2 separate regions of the Anser cygnoides genome follow, and region 2 is linked to region 1. A link is a contact called in public Hi-C data. All regions are on one chromosome and are shown on one strand. The core of a region is the stretch at or near the end of the contact, and the rest is flanking DNA. Distances in the headings are between cores, read along the strand shown. Region 1 overlaps TCF20 (transcription factor 20). Region 2 holds the start of SERHL2 (serine hydrolase like 2).

Region 1 (7,717 bases), core at 2,429-4,928:
GATGCACCCAAGACATGACAGTCGGTAGGCTGATTGATCTCAAATCCACGTTCTTCCAAAATGCTTTCCAGCAAGTGCTCAGGTCCTGTGGCTGTCTTAGGGGGAAAGTTCAGTATCGGTGAATTAATGAGAGGAGAGCCCTCCCTGTCTTTGCTGCAGTTCCTCGGGAGATGTCTGATGCTGCTTCTCCCTTGCCCAGGGTCAGACGTAACACTTTTTATCTGAAGTAAGCGTAAAAGAAATAGGAGGAAGGTGTGGGGAATCCTGGGGCTAGATGGGAAGAGAGGTAGGAAATGTTAATGAATGCAGCCATGCTGATGTCTTTCTTGGAGGAAGAGAAACAGGCTCGCTGCCCTTGCTTTACACTTGCTTAGAGACTTAGCTGTCCCACCGTGAGTATCAGTTTCAGTCCCTGGTTGCGTGACCTGTAGGTGCCTGATCTCGCTGTCATCTTTTGTATCATCTGTCTTCAAGCTAGTCTCTAATGCCCATTCCCCTAGCATCTAAGTGCCTCGAGATGAAAGCTGTAAAAGTGCAGCGGTGAGCCTGTGCGTGACACGGAGTTGTGTAACGGGGGAAGGATTAGGATGAGGGCAGTGCTTTGAGGGGACGGTTTTCGCGCCTGTAAGAAATCTGCGTGCCTGACTCTGGAGCCTTCAGCCTTCTGGTGCTGCTGGTTCAATGCTTTTCATCAGCAATGAAACCTTTCATAAAGGAGAAGAAATCTCTCAGAAATCTCTCAGAGGACCCCGCCAGCTGCGTTCAGACATCCTCTTTCGGCTAAGAAACACTGGGGCGCCCCGAGCCTTTCCAGCACCTGTTACCCACAGACTTGTTCTCAGTCCCACAGGCTGCATCCCTTGCAGCCGGGCTGCAGTCCTCCCCCCTTTCAGGCAGAGGGAGCTCAGGGGGGTGTGGAGATGAGGTGTGGTGGAGGTCAGGAACCGGGCACTCCTTCCTTTCCCCCCCCCAAGCTGCTGATGTATGCTCCTGCAGAGCCATAGCAACTGAGTAATCACTGAATTATGGCTAGATCAGAAGTGGTGACCTCAAAGACAGAAGGAGACTCTCCATCTCCATTTGTCAGTCCTCTCAGGGTCAGAGGGAGATTTTTCTCAGGGATCTGTGGGAGAGGGGAAAGGGATGTGCAAGGTAAGCCTTACATTAAGGCATAACAGGAAAAAAACGTTTGCTTTTGCCATTGGCAGAGCTCATATCCGCCGAGAGAGTCCTTGCTGTTTCCATATGTGAGAAGGCAGCAGGGCGTGTAGGAACAGTGACTCTAACCCCAAGGGCTATTTATGGGGCTTAATTTCACCCAGAACCTCCCATCCTTCGTAAGGGAGGGTTTCAAGTCTCGAGGCTATTTTCCTTCCCATCTCTGGCTTGTTCGTGTGCAAGCACTTTGATTAGGTGGGAGGAAAAGATGTCTACGGGGACGCAGGCAGAGCTTGGGAGGGTTTTGTGGTGGTGGTCCTGCAGCGGCTGCAGACGATTAGGGCTGAGCTGATTTCCTTCCACACAAAGCAGGGACTTCAGTCTTATGAGGGTGGTGCGGTGCATCTGCTCAATTTATAGGACTTACTTTCTGATTACAGAATGTATTTGCTGGAAATTTACATGCAAACCTCTTTAGTTTGTTCCGTTGATTTTAAAATTGGTCCTTTAAGGGTTTATTTTGGTAAGTGACCGATTTTGGCCTTAAATCCCTGTTCTCTTTTTTTCCTCTTTTAAGAACTGAAGAGCAATTTGCTTATAAGTTGCTTTAAGCGCGTGTGGATACTATTGATGGCTTTATGCTGAACTAGAACTGCTCGCGTGGATGCTAGATACCAGCCCTGGTCACCCATCTGCGGGGTCAGAGCCCAACAGGAGCATAACGGGATTGCTTTCTCTGTTAGTCCTAACGATGTTTTATTTATAACAATATTTTGTGTAACTGATCATCGTTGAGTAGTTGTCACTGAATGGGTAAGTCAGAAGGTTGAATTTCTTTCTTCTGGAAAGAAAGCGAAGCATTCAGTGGCAAGGAAAAAAACTGGTGATGTGAACAAGGTATACTAATGACGGTGGTTTTTCTTCCGGAGTCTGCAGACAGCCAAAAATTAGGTTCTGAGAGAATTAAATTCTCCATTAAGCTCAGTGGGGTTGTATCTTAAGGCCCAATACATCACTTCAAAAGCAACAAAGTAGATGGCATCTGTGCTCACGTGATAGTTAATTAATATATTTTGGTTCTTTTGTTTTCATTCTAGACTTCAGGTGATCCTGTAGGTTACCAGTGATGCCTGCTGTAGTGTAACAGCTGACGATAGTGTGGAATTTGCCTGCATTTATAGCCTGTTTTTTTTTTCTTTTTAAACAACTTCAGTTTATCCTTGTAAGATGTTGAGGTTTTAGATTTTTTAAAACCTGACTCCTCTTGTGCTTCCTTTACGACACCCGTTAGTAGCAGAGATGGAAGCACTGTGGTGAAGCAGACAGAGATCCAGGTATTTAAGGATGCAAATTCACTTACTTTTGCGCCTTTGAGAAATTTTTGACTTGTGATTGCTAGCTCTCTTACAGTTTTATAGCATTTTTTTGGGCATAACTTTCTCTGTTCATGCTGCAACTTCATTTTGTACGTGAGGTAAGAAATACCTCGATACACCAAGCATGTATAAATAAGCTGTGTTTTCATGTATTTCTATATACTAAAGGGTTTTACTTTAAGGTACGTTTAAGTTTAACTTAAGGTAAAGCACTCGAAGCACTCCTGCCTTATAAATCTACATAAAGGATTGACCTCAATTGACATTTCCCTTCAGAATCAGAAAACAGATAATGGAAAATCAAATTATAAAACCCTTATCGAGTTCCCCCACCCCATTACGGCTTTTATCACCGTCCTCCAGCCCCAGAGGGAATGCTGCTTGCACCAAGCTTTTAGCATGCGGTGAGAGTCGACGAGATTAGGGCTGTTTGTGACGGGAGTAAAGTAACGGCTTGTCGCGGCGAATGCGCTGGCGGAGCCTCTGCTCCAGACGAAGGAGGCAGTGAATGACTTCCACCTCCCACGAGGGAGGCACCACGCCTGAAACACTGCTTGCAAGCGGGCAACAAGTGCTGGCGAGAGCACGGGCACGCCGCACGGCGGGAGGAGCAGCGTGCCTCGTAACGCAGCGCCCGTGTGCCCAGCCGCGATCCCCAGGTAGCGCACGCGGGGCACGCCGCAGTAAGCTAATCCGAGGGAGATAAGGCACGGATCACAGCAGCGGGCTTGGCTCCGAGAGGAGGATTCCTGGCCTTGTGCTGAGCCCAAAGAGGAGCGGAGGAGCAGGCGAGTCCTTCCTGGGCGCTCTCTTTGGCCACGTGGTTGTCTACCTGCCCTCGACGAGAAATGGAAGCAGCGCTTGTCGGACGCGCCCGGTGGTTTTCCCGGCCAGCTGCCATCGTTGCAGCCTTATCCCAACGGAATCTCAGCCGGTCTCAGAACTGATTTTGACAGATAACGCAAAGTGCGCGGCGTGGTGTTTCGCATTTATTTTTCACGGAGCAGGACACCCGCGGGGGAGCCGCCGGTGCTTTGAGGACAGCCCTTCTCGGCAGGTCGTTGCTTTTTGGGGTGAGCTGGGAGCCGCGGCCCTCCCTCAGATAAGGCTGGCTACAGGAGGATGATGTGTGCCGAGGACCTGGGCGAACAAGGCTGGGCAAACAGGGCAGCTCCTGAGCCCATCGCATCGGCTCGGCGGAGCTCCCCGCCCGTCCCCTCATTTCTGTCACGTCCCTGAGGGAAAGCCACCACGAGCGGTGAACGTTGGCCAAACTTCAGCTCCTCAGCCGCAGCAGCACCACCAGGCGCCCCTAACCACCCCCCCCCCCCCCAGTCCACGGTCTGTAGGAACCTCGGGAGCGCTGAGGGTGTTTATAAGAGCGTTTATTCGGCTGCTGAGGCGGTTCCGAAGCGGGAGCCGGGAGCAGCTCAGCGCGCAGCCCGCGCCCGGCCTCCATGTTGGGGAGGTCCCTTGGGGGAGGGGGGGGGAGGGACGCTCCCTCCCTCCCGCCACCGCGTGCGCGCGCACGCACAGATACACACCGCCGGGCGCGCGCGCGCACGCTCCGCTCGCCACCCACCCCCACCTCCCCTCCGCCCGGCCGGGACCCGCCGCCTCGCGCGCCGTTCCCGCTGGCGCCGAGCGGCCGCCGCCATTGGCTGGGCGGGGGTCAGGTGACCCCGTGTTATTTCCTGCGTGCGCGTGCGTGCGCGTGCGGCGTGTGCGCGCGCGGCCAGGATGCAGCCCGCCAGCCCCCCGCCGCCGCCGCCGCCGCCGGGCCCCCCCCGGCCCGCAGCCGGGCCCCGCCGCTGAGCGCCCCCGCCCCGCGCCCGCCTCCCGCGGCACGGGGTGGGGGGGCGGGGAGGGCCGCAGGTAAGGGCCGGGCCCCGGGAGGTGCCCCCGGCCCCGGGAGGTGCCCCCGGACCGCTTCACCCCCCCCCTCCCCCTTTATTCCTGCAGGGAGCCGGCGGCCGTGGGCCTGCCTCTGGGGCTCGGGGCCCGCCCGGGGTGCCCGGTGGTCCCGGCCCCTCGGCAGGGTTGACCTGGCCTCCGTTGGCGGAGCGCGGCCGGGCCGCTGGCGGTGCTGCCGGGAGCTGGTTTTCCTTACCTCCAGGGAGGACTACGGGAAAGTTATGTAAGCCGGTACCGGAGCCGGCCGGTGGCACCGGGGCTGCGTTGTGAAGTTGGAAATGGGGCTGCGGTTGTGTGCGAATCAACAAGCGTCTGCCTGCGCGGGGGGGGTTGGCACCGCCAGAATCCCTCGTCTCGGTGGGTGGACTGCCGTGGCTCTGTGCTGTGGCTCTTACCCGTAGCGTTACACCTCCGTTAGGAGGGCAGGCAGCCTGCTTGAATCCTGGCATCGTTTCCCACACCATTCTGCTTCTCTTCTCCGTCTCTGAAAACAGGAGGGGAAAAGAAAAAAGCGAGATGCCTGCGAGGGGACTGAGGATCAGTTTCTGAGCTTTCTATGTTTAGGTTAGTGTTTTGAAAGCTATTCGTGTCTGCAGTGGCTGTTGCCATCTGTTGATTCCACGGATAATTCCGAGCAGTCCTTGCTTTCCAGCGTGCTTCCTGATCAATAGCTGCGCGTGTAGCAGTTGGCGCACCTTTAACCCGGCTTTGCTCAACCTTTCCGCTTGCCCAGAGCGGATTGATGATGGACATGCAGCAACCTTCGCGTTACAGATGCAGCATATTTGTTAAATTCAGTTCAGGAAGAGGTGTCCGTTTGGTGGAGCATATGTGTTACACAGAACAATATTAAGCATTTTAAGTTTTCACTTGGCTGAAAGCTTTTTGCCTTCAGTGTGCCGCCCTACAAAATGTGGATTTGTTTCCTTTACCTTGAGTTGTATGAAGCTGTATTTTTTTTAAATCCATCTCTGCATTAGGTTCGGTTCACACATAAATAGTCATCTACATTAAAATACTGCAGAAAGTATAACTACCAAAAAGAAACGAAAAAAGAGTATTTATCAGTCACCTTTCTCTTAATAAACTTTGTTAATAGTACAAGGAGAGGAGGATAGTATTTGTCCACTTCTGTAAATTGCTGGCATGTGGAATGCATATTTTTGTATTTTCTTAACTTTCTCCTGGTTAAGTTAGCAAGTAAGGTACTATGCTTTCTGAGGGGGAGGATGACAACACCTTTTATGTCAAAAATATGACTTGCTACTGTACATTTTCATTGCTTACGGTTTTGGGAATAACCTCAGACAAACTGATAGCTTTGGGGCTTTGTATTAATGCACTTAAATGTCTAGGGGAGGTTTTTGGACCTTCTTGCAAGTTTGGTATTCTCTAGCCTACTTAGCTTTAAATTTGTTAGCATCTTTTTGAGTAGAATAGTATGCGTTTTGACATAGCTTGGGCTTTGATCTCTAAATCAGGTTTCAGAGGCTTTGGGAATTATGGACCCTGTTTTTTTTTTCTTTTTTTTCTCCTGAAATGCGTACTTTAATGTACCTTTCCAGCCTGGGGCAGGTTGAAGATGCTTCTCAGTATGGAAGCGCTTGGAGCAGCTTGGTTGAGTGTCTTTAACAGGAGGTCAGATTTTTAGGGAGGGAGAGGGGCGCTTTTCTTAGTTATTAATGCTTTGTAAAGAAGGCCCGAGGTGAATTTTTATGAAAGCAATAAATCTGTTTCTGTAATGCATAAGTAAGAAGTGAAGGTTATTAAAATCAAACAGAAAACTCGCTTGCGTATTACTTGTAGAGGAGAACTCTTTATTGTCAGAAGTTTCTTTAACCTTTGGCTGAAGAACTGGAGAGAGATTAACCGTTCTTACATCGTAAAGGATACTTGGATTAAACTTAAAAGCTTAAACAGTGTAAGTGAAAGCATTCTTAATACGGTTCTATATGTGATTGTTAGAGGTATAAAGTCTATAGGAAAATGACTGGAATGTGCAGGTTTTGGGGTTACTTTCTCCTTTTGCCATCGTAGAAACGTGTGCAACAAAGTCCATTTGGGTTCTTAGTACAGTATTAAAAAGCAAATCACTGCATACCCCTCTTCTGCCTTCCTTTTTAGGTCATGCTTAACTAAACCACCCATGAAGCGCAGCAAAATGACAATAGTTGCTCCTTTTAGAAGGGTCGCTTCATAGGAACTGTACTGCACAATTCCTGTTGCTACTCTACCAGCTTGGCACGTTGCTATCTGGAATGAGGGCATAAGATGTAATAAAGTTGAATAATTTTCATGCTGTTTGCTTGGCTCCCCTATAATTTGAGGTAAGGGTATATTTAGGAGTTTATAGCTGGCTTAGGCATGTCTTGCCTCTTGACACAGGGTATGCCAGATCTCTGTTTGGGTGGGGTGGCTTTTTAATTAAAGCATACATTTACATTTTTTTCATAACCTGTTCAATTATATTTTATACTTACAGAGGGTATTAGACCAATGTTTTTGGAACCAGAGTTCTTATAAATTCCAAAGATTCAGGAATGTTTTTGGCAGTGCTAAATTCTCAGGCTGCAGTGTGTACCTTAACGGGCTGTGTGAGGATTGGGGTTAATTAATGCTGCGATGGGTCTCTGAGACACGAAGGATTGCGTTCAGCAACCTAAGTTTCTGAAGGGTCAGCTAGCATCAGTTGGTGGAATGTCCTGTGGTTTATCTGCTGATAGAGACTGGACTGAGACCAACCACCTCTTCCCTTTTCCAGTACCTAAAATCAGGTAGCAAAAATGTTTTTTATGGCTCTCTTTGGTGAGATCTTTCTCAAAACAAATAAGCAAATGAATTGCTTGTTTAGCTTTTGGACTTCTGAAATGAGAACTAAAGATGATGTCAAGTATTTTTACTTCTAATAATGTTGATATGCTATGGTAGAAAACCTTGAATAGAAAAAATAGTGCTACTGAGGACACAAATATAATGTGAACAGAGTTGTAAGTTCTCAAATAACACAGGAGAGACCGTTGTGTTTCACTCCTGGTAATGGGATCCTAATATATGGTTCTGTTTTTATCAGTTTCTCTTTTTTAATACTGGTATTGTAATTCTTCTGACCTGGCTCCCCTCCTTTACAGTTCTCATCTCAATACCAGTCTTGACTGATGGGAAACTACCAATGTCTGTCCTCCAGTTACGTGCTGGTGCATCTGTGTCACGTTGCAGTGTCCTGCTACGGCACTCCTTGATCTCTTCAGCTGAGCCTTTCTGCTCTTGCT
Region 2 (7,717 bases), core at 3,804-6,303, 120 kb before region 1:
CTACACCCAGCGTTGGGCCGGCGCTGTGATGAGCCCTGTCTCCAAGCAGCCCCTTACCAGCGGGTGTCTCAGTTGCTCCTCGCTGCAGCAGGATCGCCCCACCCTCAGCTGTCAGATGTCTGTTTGCTTCTAACAGCCTGGAGGAGACATGGCAGAGAGATTGTGCTGCCGAAAAAGGGAGGAAGCGAAGCGAAAATGGCATGACAAGGTGACAGCGAGCTCTCGGGCTGCTTCAGAGAAGAGCAGGAAGCTGGCTGCAGAAGCCAAGAGACTTGCTGAGATTCCAGAGGAGGACTCGAACGGGCAGAACAGGGACAGTTTCACCTCATTGTTCAAGCAACCATAGCTGTCCAAGATGAGGGCAGGCAGCAAATGAAGAGACAGATGAGAACCCACCTCTGCAATGCTGCTTCAGGGCTACGTGCTTTGGGAGCTTGCTGCCTTGCCTCTAAGCTCAGTAATCTGTCGATAACCATCCGTTTTGATTTCAGCCACGCCTCAGTGTCCTAAAACAAAGCCATGTAGAGCACAGGAGTAACCTCCCTCTTCTGAGTCATTTTACCCCTAATCAAGAGGGTAGAAAGGGGTATTTCACCCTTCAACATCTCTCAGAATTCCTACCAGTTACGGACATCATATATCATGCACACTTCTGGGGGAAAGAGAACAGTAATACATAACAGGCAAGGTAGAAGCTGAAAACCTATACAGCAGTGCTTAAAGTTGTTAACTTTTCACCTGTACAATCTCTTCTACTCTCTCCCACTTTGCTTTTGAGCTGAGGACAAGTGTCCAAAAGAACAAGGAAAATCTGATATCTTTTGTCTCTCTGACCCTGTGCCTCTGTCCCCCCCTTCTGCCTACCACCCCCCAGCACCTGGGAGTGATGCTGGCAGTTTGGGAATGCAGCTTTATACCCTGCCAGGAACAGAAAAAGAAATCTGCCAGTCTTGCGCCCAGGTCACCCAACAAGCTGTTGGCAAAAAGACAACCTTGGCAGGCAGCTGCTTGGCCAGACATTCCAGTTCCTTTTGCACACAAGCACGGTACAGACAAGTGAATTTCAATGCTACGGGGCTACAGGATGCTCAGCACTACCAAGTGTTCTTCAAGGGCCACCCTAAGCAGGGACCACGCTTCATGCAACAACAAGCACGTCTGTGCCTGCCAAAAGGACTGGTCACATCAGTGCTTTCCTTGAACAATGATGGAAAAAAACACATCTCTTTTTATTTAACAAAAGGGAGGGGAACAACACATGAAATCTAACCTCTGGAGCTAGCAGAAAGCCCAGATTTTCCAGCAGGATCAGCTTGTCCACCATCTCAGGATAAAGGAAACAGAACTGAGGAAAGATGAAACATTATGAGACAAAGCAAAAAGCTGCGCACTGAGTGTTGTCTTCATCCTGTTACACTGGAGAGGAGTCAGAGAACGGCCTCTCCTCCCCCGAGATCCAAGTCTCACACAGTCTGTCCCTTTATTCCTCTCCCATTTGTTGTTCCAGCTGCAAAAGTCACAAACCCCATGAAGAAAGAATGTTTTACTCACCATTCCTGCCACAGCCCCACCTGCAAAGGAAAGAATGGTGCTCAGTTATAAGCAGGACACCCCCTGGTAACAGGAGCTCCTCTTCCCCACAGCAGGAGCTGCCTTAGAGGCCCAAACGCACCTTGTGCCAAGGGACAAAGCCCAAGCTACAGAGCAAAGCTCTCCCGGCAGGGAGAACACAAGCAGAGAACGGGATGACTGGAGGCCAGCTGGAGTCCCCGGCCTGCCCCATCCCCATCTCCCTCTCAGGCAGCAAAGGTGAAGGAAGAGTTACCAGTTAAAACACTACTGCCAGCAGGTACAGAGCAGCCCTGGGGAACAAAACCCACATCAAGGCAAAACCCAGTTATGTCCCCAGGACACAGAGTCCTGGTTCCCCTCTGCAAGCCCTGTAACCCACCAAGACCCTGCCTGGAGCCCACAAGGCCACAAAGCCCGGGGACAGCAGGAAGGCCCGCTGTGAATGCTGCTGCCTTAGACCAACCCTCTTTGCCCATCCCTGTTCCCTCCTGGGAGTTCAGGAAGTGCCCACAGGGAGAGCCACGCTGTTTGTACTACGGTGTCTTGAAAACAGAGGCATTCTAAACAAGGGTGCAGATTTTTGAATCACTCAAGCAAGAACCTGGTACTTGACACAATATAATAAATATTCCAACCCAGCTCCTAGCAGCATGCCTTGTAAATTAATTATATACTCATATTTCCGTGAATCTCACAGCTTACAAGGACAAGAGCCACTTACCCATACTGTGACCCATCAGGGTGAACCGTCTCCACTGCAATGCTAAGTGGCAACAGACAAAAACAGACAGTGCTGCATTAGAAACCCGACCAGCGGCATCTTGCTGCTTCTCGACCACCACAGGCCCCTTCTCCCAGGAGGGCTTCTGCAAAGCTTAATTTGCTTCCCAACCCAGAAATGAGGTGGCTAAGTCGGCCGGTTTTAAAGAAAAAAGAACATCCACCACCTCATTTCCTTGGTAGTTAAGTCACACAGCTCTCGAGCACTCTCTGCATGACAAACTACAGCACGTTCCCACTCTCTGCCAGACACGAGAGTGGCAATAAGCAAAGGAGCCTGACTGGGCAGCACCTGCTGGAACGGGGAGACCTTGACAAAGCACCCTGCTGCAGGGCGCTCAGCAGGAGCCGTGAGGACGCTGAGCCAGGTCTGCTGCCTCGGTGAAAGGAGGATTATTCCAAGTGAAAGCTCTTTACGCTGTTTAACGAATCGGGCTCTTCAGACCATTTTTAGGGCACTCTGAGAGGCTCATGGGAAAATACCACTTCATCAATGCCACCATCTGAAACATACCTCACTGAAAGATGTGTTTTACCCTCTGGCACGCCAAAGAACTTCTTCTCCAGGCTCTTTGTATGCTGAACGAGGGATGCAAAACTGCACATGCCATAGGCTCTCCCAGTATCAGCACACAGATATGCAGTTAGACCAGGAGTTATTAGGAGTCTGAGACACCCTGGCTTTCACATTTCTTTGTATGGCACTAAAGCAAGCACCAAACTGCCAATGGGGAGAACCAGAAGAGTCTCCAATTTACACCTGACGCTGGTTAGTGGTCGCTGGCTGCTTACAAAAAGTCAGTCTGGCAGAACCATTTAGCTGCATATTCAGTCACTGCTGCTTTTCAGTACAGAAGCATTTCCTATCCTCAGCAAACAGCGATAAAGGGGGATGTTTATTCAGTCTGCATTACCAGAGCACCAGCTAACATCAGAACGGGGAGAAGCAGTAAATGCTGCCTACTTCTTCCAAAGAGCAGGAATGATAGAGCACCCCCTGCACAAACATCCCTCAAGGGTTCCTTCAACTACCCACCTGCTGCTACCCGGCGCACATCGCTCACATAATCCAGAAAATGGTAGGGGGAGCCTGCCGGTCGGTGGGATGACAAACCATGGCCAGAAAAATCCATTGCCACGTAATGGTGATCTGAAAGGGAGAAAGCATCAGGCAGGTGGCCCTGCAACACAGCAAGAGCCATCCCAGTGAGCCAGACCCACCTTTGGGGAGCAGAGGGATGAGCCTGTCAAAGGTGTTGGCATTGTCCAGCCAGCCATGCAAGCACAGCACAGGGTGTCCCTCCGGGGGTCCCCAGGCCTTGGCTGCCAAATGGCCCCAGGGCACGGGAAACTTCACCTCTGAGAACATGCCCAAAATAAAGTGCTCTCAAGCAATGTCCCCTGTGAGCCACGTGCTTGAAACAGGTCCCAGGGAGCTTGTTAATGGCCCAGAGCTCTGAAAAGAGTAATACAGGTCTTTAGTAACTCGCCAGTCTTCTGCGGTCTTAATTAGCAGCTTGCTGATTTATAGCTCCCCATTTAACAACCCAAGCTGCCATTCCTGCTTGCCTGCTTGGGGACGCCCCCTCCCAGCACGTACCAGCAATGCTCCTAGGAAGAAACAAGCTTTCCCTGCGCAGGAGGAGAAAAACTCCTCTTGCGTCTCCGCAGCAGCTGCGACCTGACCAGAAGGCACAAGCGATCTGGCAAGAGGGAAGCAAGCAGAATTTCCCCAGCTAGCTGCAAGGAGTCAGGCACCTGTCTTGGACCAAGAAGGCAATTTTGGGAATGAGGATACTGTCTTCAGTATTAGATTATTGCCACCTTCTCACAGCTACCTACTGCCCTGGCAGTCACCGAGCTACACCTCACCTTTTACTCAGCCCCAGGCTTTCCAGTGATCCCCCCAGTACTGCCCAGCCTCCGGGGTTCTTCCAGGGGTGTCCTGAATATCCTCGCATTACTCCCAAGCCCATCTGGTCCCTGGAGCCCCTCATGGGCGGCCTGACGCCCCCCAAACCCAGCCCCATTTCTCTCACGCTGTGTCCCTTTCCCAGTCACTCGTTTTGGGTTTGTGCCCCCTTACACAGCCCTCTGACACCGCGCTGCGATCACCCTACAGCAAGTCCCTCCTGATGGAGGAGGACAGAGGGAGCAAACTGGAAAAGGGCACCGCTCTCAGGGCCCTGAGGGCACCTGGAGGCCATCACGGACCTGACCAGATGCTCCTGGAGCCTCCCCCCCCACCGCCCAGGCGCCCGCTTCAGCTGCAGCAGCGCCGTCCTCAGCCCAGCGCCCTCGGCCCGCCCGCTGACGGCCGGGTCCGACCCCGTTTGCCCTCGCCGGGCCTGATCCCGGCAGCTACGGACGGACAGACCGACAGACAGGCGGACAGACCTTGGACCTGCCTCCTCCTACCCGCCACCCCCGGGCGCTGCGGGGCTCCCCCCCGACACCCGCAGCCCGGGCACGGCCGGACCCCAGCGGGGCCGGGGGCTCCCGGTCCCGGCCCCAGCCAAGGGCTCCCCGGGCACCGGCCCCCCCGGAGCGCCGCGGGGGGAGGCACGGCCCCGGCTGCCCTCCTACCCCTCTGTCTGCTCGGGACGGCGGAGCGAGGCCGCGGCAGGAGGACGCAGCCCGGCGGCTGGAGGCGGACCCCGGCTGCCCCGCACCGCCCCGCGGCCCGGCTGCCCCCGCCTCCTTCCCCTGCCCCGCCGCCGGCCCGGGGCGGCCGCAGCCATGTTGGGCCCGCCTCGTTGCTGTCCCGCAGCCATGGGCAGAGGGGGTGGCAGCTAGAAGGGGGCCTCTGGCCGTGAGCAAGGACACGTCCTGGCAGAAGGGTGACCCTTCCCAACACCACGCCCATGGGCTTTCCTCATGGCCGGGCTCTCCCAATAGCAGCAACCCAGCCTGCCCAGTTCCGCAGCCCTCCAATCTCTCACCTACACAAGCAAGTAAAGCCATTGCAGCCTCCATCTCCTCTATCTTGCCCTGGAGCCTGACCCAGCTCCTGCAAGCTCTGGCCTTCAGTGCCCACGGCAGAGAGGAGCTGGTGGGGAAGCAGCCGGTGTTTTGCGTGGAGCCCCACAAGCCGTCATCTGTCTGTGTGGTGTGGCGTGGGTGCTGTTTGTCCTCCTCTGCCTTTTTGCCATGTCCTTGGAGGGTGAGATGTGCAGGGCTGTGGTTACCTTGGCCCACATTGTGCAGGGGAAATGAGAGGAGGTGCTGGGAGTTGAGAAATGAGGTGCAGGTTTGGCTTCCCTAGGCTGTCAAAGCTCAGAAGGGGAACCCCACTTACTATGTAAGATCTCTCTTTAAATGTGTTCACTGAGGTATGTGCTATCAAGTTCGTAGCCTGTTTTCTGTAATGAGAATAACAAAGGGTCTGAAGCTGTGATCCGCCTACTGGATCTGTAAGGAGTCTCAGTCATGGAGGTACTCTTGCATCCTTGACTGCCTTCACAAGGCACGTTACTGCTAGTGGAATCTGCCTGTACTGCAGCCCTACAGTGTGAGATGTTTTAAATGTTGCCCAGGAGTATCATAGGGACATCAAACAAGCTCTGTGCTTGACACCAATGCTGGACTGACATCACTTTCTGACGGAGAAACTCTTCTGAACTCTAACATTTGTTGTAATCACATTGCTTCAGGGACAAGAGTCGCTTACTGATACTGTGACCCATCTTCATGAGCTGACTACTGCAGGGCTAAGCTGCAGCACATCACAGACAGCACTGCATGAGCAGCTCTACTCTTCTACAAAAGCAGACCCCTCCCAGCCCGAGAGATTTCCACACAGTTATATTTATTATTTGTCCAGAAATGGGTTGGCTACATAGACCAGGCTTCAAGAAAAAGTTCACAATGAAGTCTATACCTGAGTACCCTTGTGAATGCTGCTTGCTGGTGCCCAGCATTCCCTCTAGCAGAGTCTATCAGGCCTAACACAGACCACAACCATTCACCTTCAGTCAAGGACTCGAGCAGCCAGAAGAGGAAAAGTCAGACTGCGCTTTGAGCAGTGGGACACCTTGCTGGTACGACTGGAGAGAACAGAACGGATGTCTGTTCTTAGGGACTCATTTTGATATTGGTAATTGAAATCTCTGTGCTCAGTTCAGCACATCAGTCTCCTAAATTGCACAATACATTTTTAGAACAGCCTGTGAAGCTTGAAAGAAACCAACATGGAAGCTTACAGCCCTGTTTCTCCTGCCTATCTCAAACACATCCTGGCAAAGTAGGCTCTGTACCACGGCAGAAAGGTAAAAAGCTTGGGGACCCATCACACAGAAGAAATGAAAGTGCTGTGCAGCTCACAACCTCCCCTCCAGGTGAACCATTAGAAGGGAAATCAATGTGAATTCCTTTAGGTTTGGAAAGTCTAATGCTTTGCTTTTTCTTAGGCCTTCTGCATCCATGAGAAGCCGGCAAGCAGACCACGAGTGCTGGGGAACCACGCAAAGGGAGAGAGGCCACAGTACCATCTACAGCTTCTTTCCTACATGTGTCAGAGGTGGGTGTCTGATTACAAAAGGTGAAAAGCAAGAAATAACTTGGCAGAACAGATACGTACTCAATCATTGCTACTGCCGTTATGGAGGGCAGGGCCTTCCCTTGATTTGCTAGGATTTGAACATAAGAAGCCACCCAAAAGCAGTGTAACTCAGGCAGTGGCTGCAAGGGGCTGCTCACAGGCAGTGGCTGGTAGGCTTGCAGTTCTTCTGTCTGTGACAGCTCCTCAGGAATGGGACCCTGTGTCAGGATCAGGAGTGATGTGGACCCCTCACACAAATCCCTGCAGTTGGTGGGACAACAGGCCATGGGCCAGGAAAATCTATTGCTGCACAACTGCAATCTGAAAAGTAGAGAGCATCAGGCATGCAGACCTGAAGCACAACACACAGACCATACTTGTGTGCCAGAGTCATCTCGGGGGGACACTGGAACAAGCCCATCAAAGGTGTTGGTGTTGGCCAGCCAGCCATACAAGCACAGCACAGCGTACCCCTCTGAAGTCCCCAGGTCTCAGCTGCCACATGTCCCCAGGGCATGGGGAACTTCACCTCTGAGAACTTTTGTGCCTGTAGGTGACATCCTTTGAGAGCTACATGCTGAGAGCTGGTTCCAGGGAGCTCGTTAACAGCCTAGAGCTCTTGACAGAGATTGTAGGTAGGTAGTAGTTATCAAATTTGCTTATCAGACAGCCCTGACCTCCGTTTAACACAAGTTTTCAGGCACAAGCCATGCTTGGGGGATCCTGCTCTAATTGCTTGCCCTGCAGGTATGTGCATCACCACTCACAGGTCTTGGACCCTCTCCCCCATCATTCTGCAGCCAGAAGTCATCCTGCATCAAGCAG

The links. Hi-C and Micro-C count contacts between places; a contact is called where the count stands out from the background.
Region 2: a Hi-C map of liver shows a contact between it and region 1, with 1.6 times the contacts expected there. The contact joins the promoter of SERHL2 here to the enhancer-like site in region 1. A contact is called at or near these places in 3 of 7 Hi-C or Micro-C datasets (granulosa cells and liver).

What each region holds. Positions count from the first base shown.
Region 1 is chr1:44,277,097-44,284,813 of Taihu_goose_T2T_genome, reverse strand. The region is part of intron 2 of TCF20 (transcription factor 20); the gene reads left to right. Among named protein-coding and RNA genes, the nearest start is that of TCF20, 62 kb to the left of the region's middle. Within about 2 kb of position 3,678, at least 3 of the 3 cell types and tissues checked have open chromatin away from gene starts, as enhancers often do. A contact at or near this core is called in liver, where this site is marked.
Region 2 is chr1:44,401,167-44,408,883 of Taihu_goose_T2T_genome, reverse strand. It overlaps SERHL2 (serine hydrolase like 2), which reads right to left and starts at 5,053. Exons shown (of 12, transcript XM_048078849.2): 1 at 4,939-5,053; 2 at 3,574-3,808; 3 at 3,389-3,502; 4 at 2,294-2,335; 5 at 1,552-1,571; 6 at 1,271-1,345; 7 at 397-506; 8 at 58-137. The coding sequence starts at 3,721.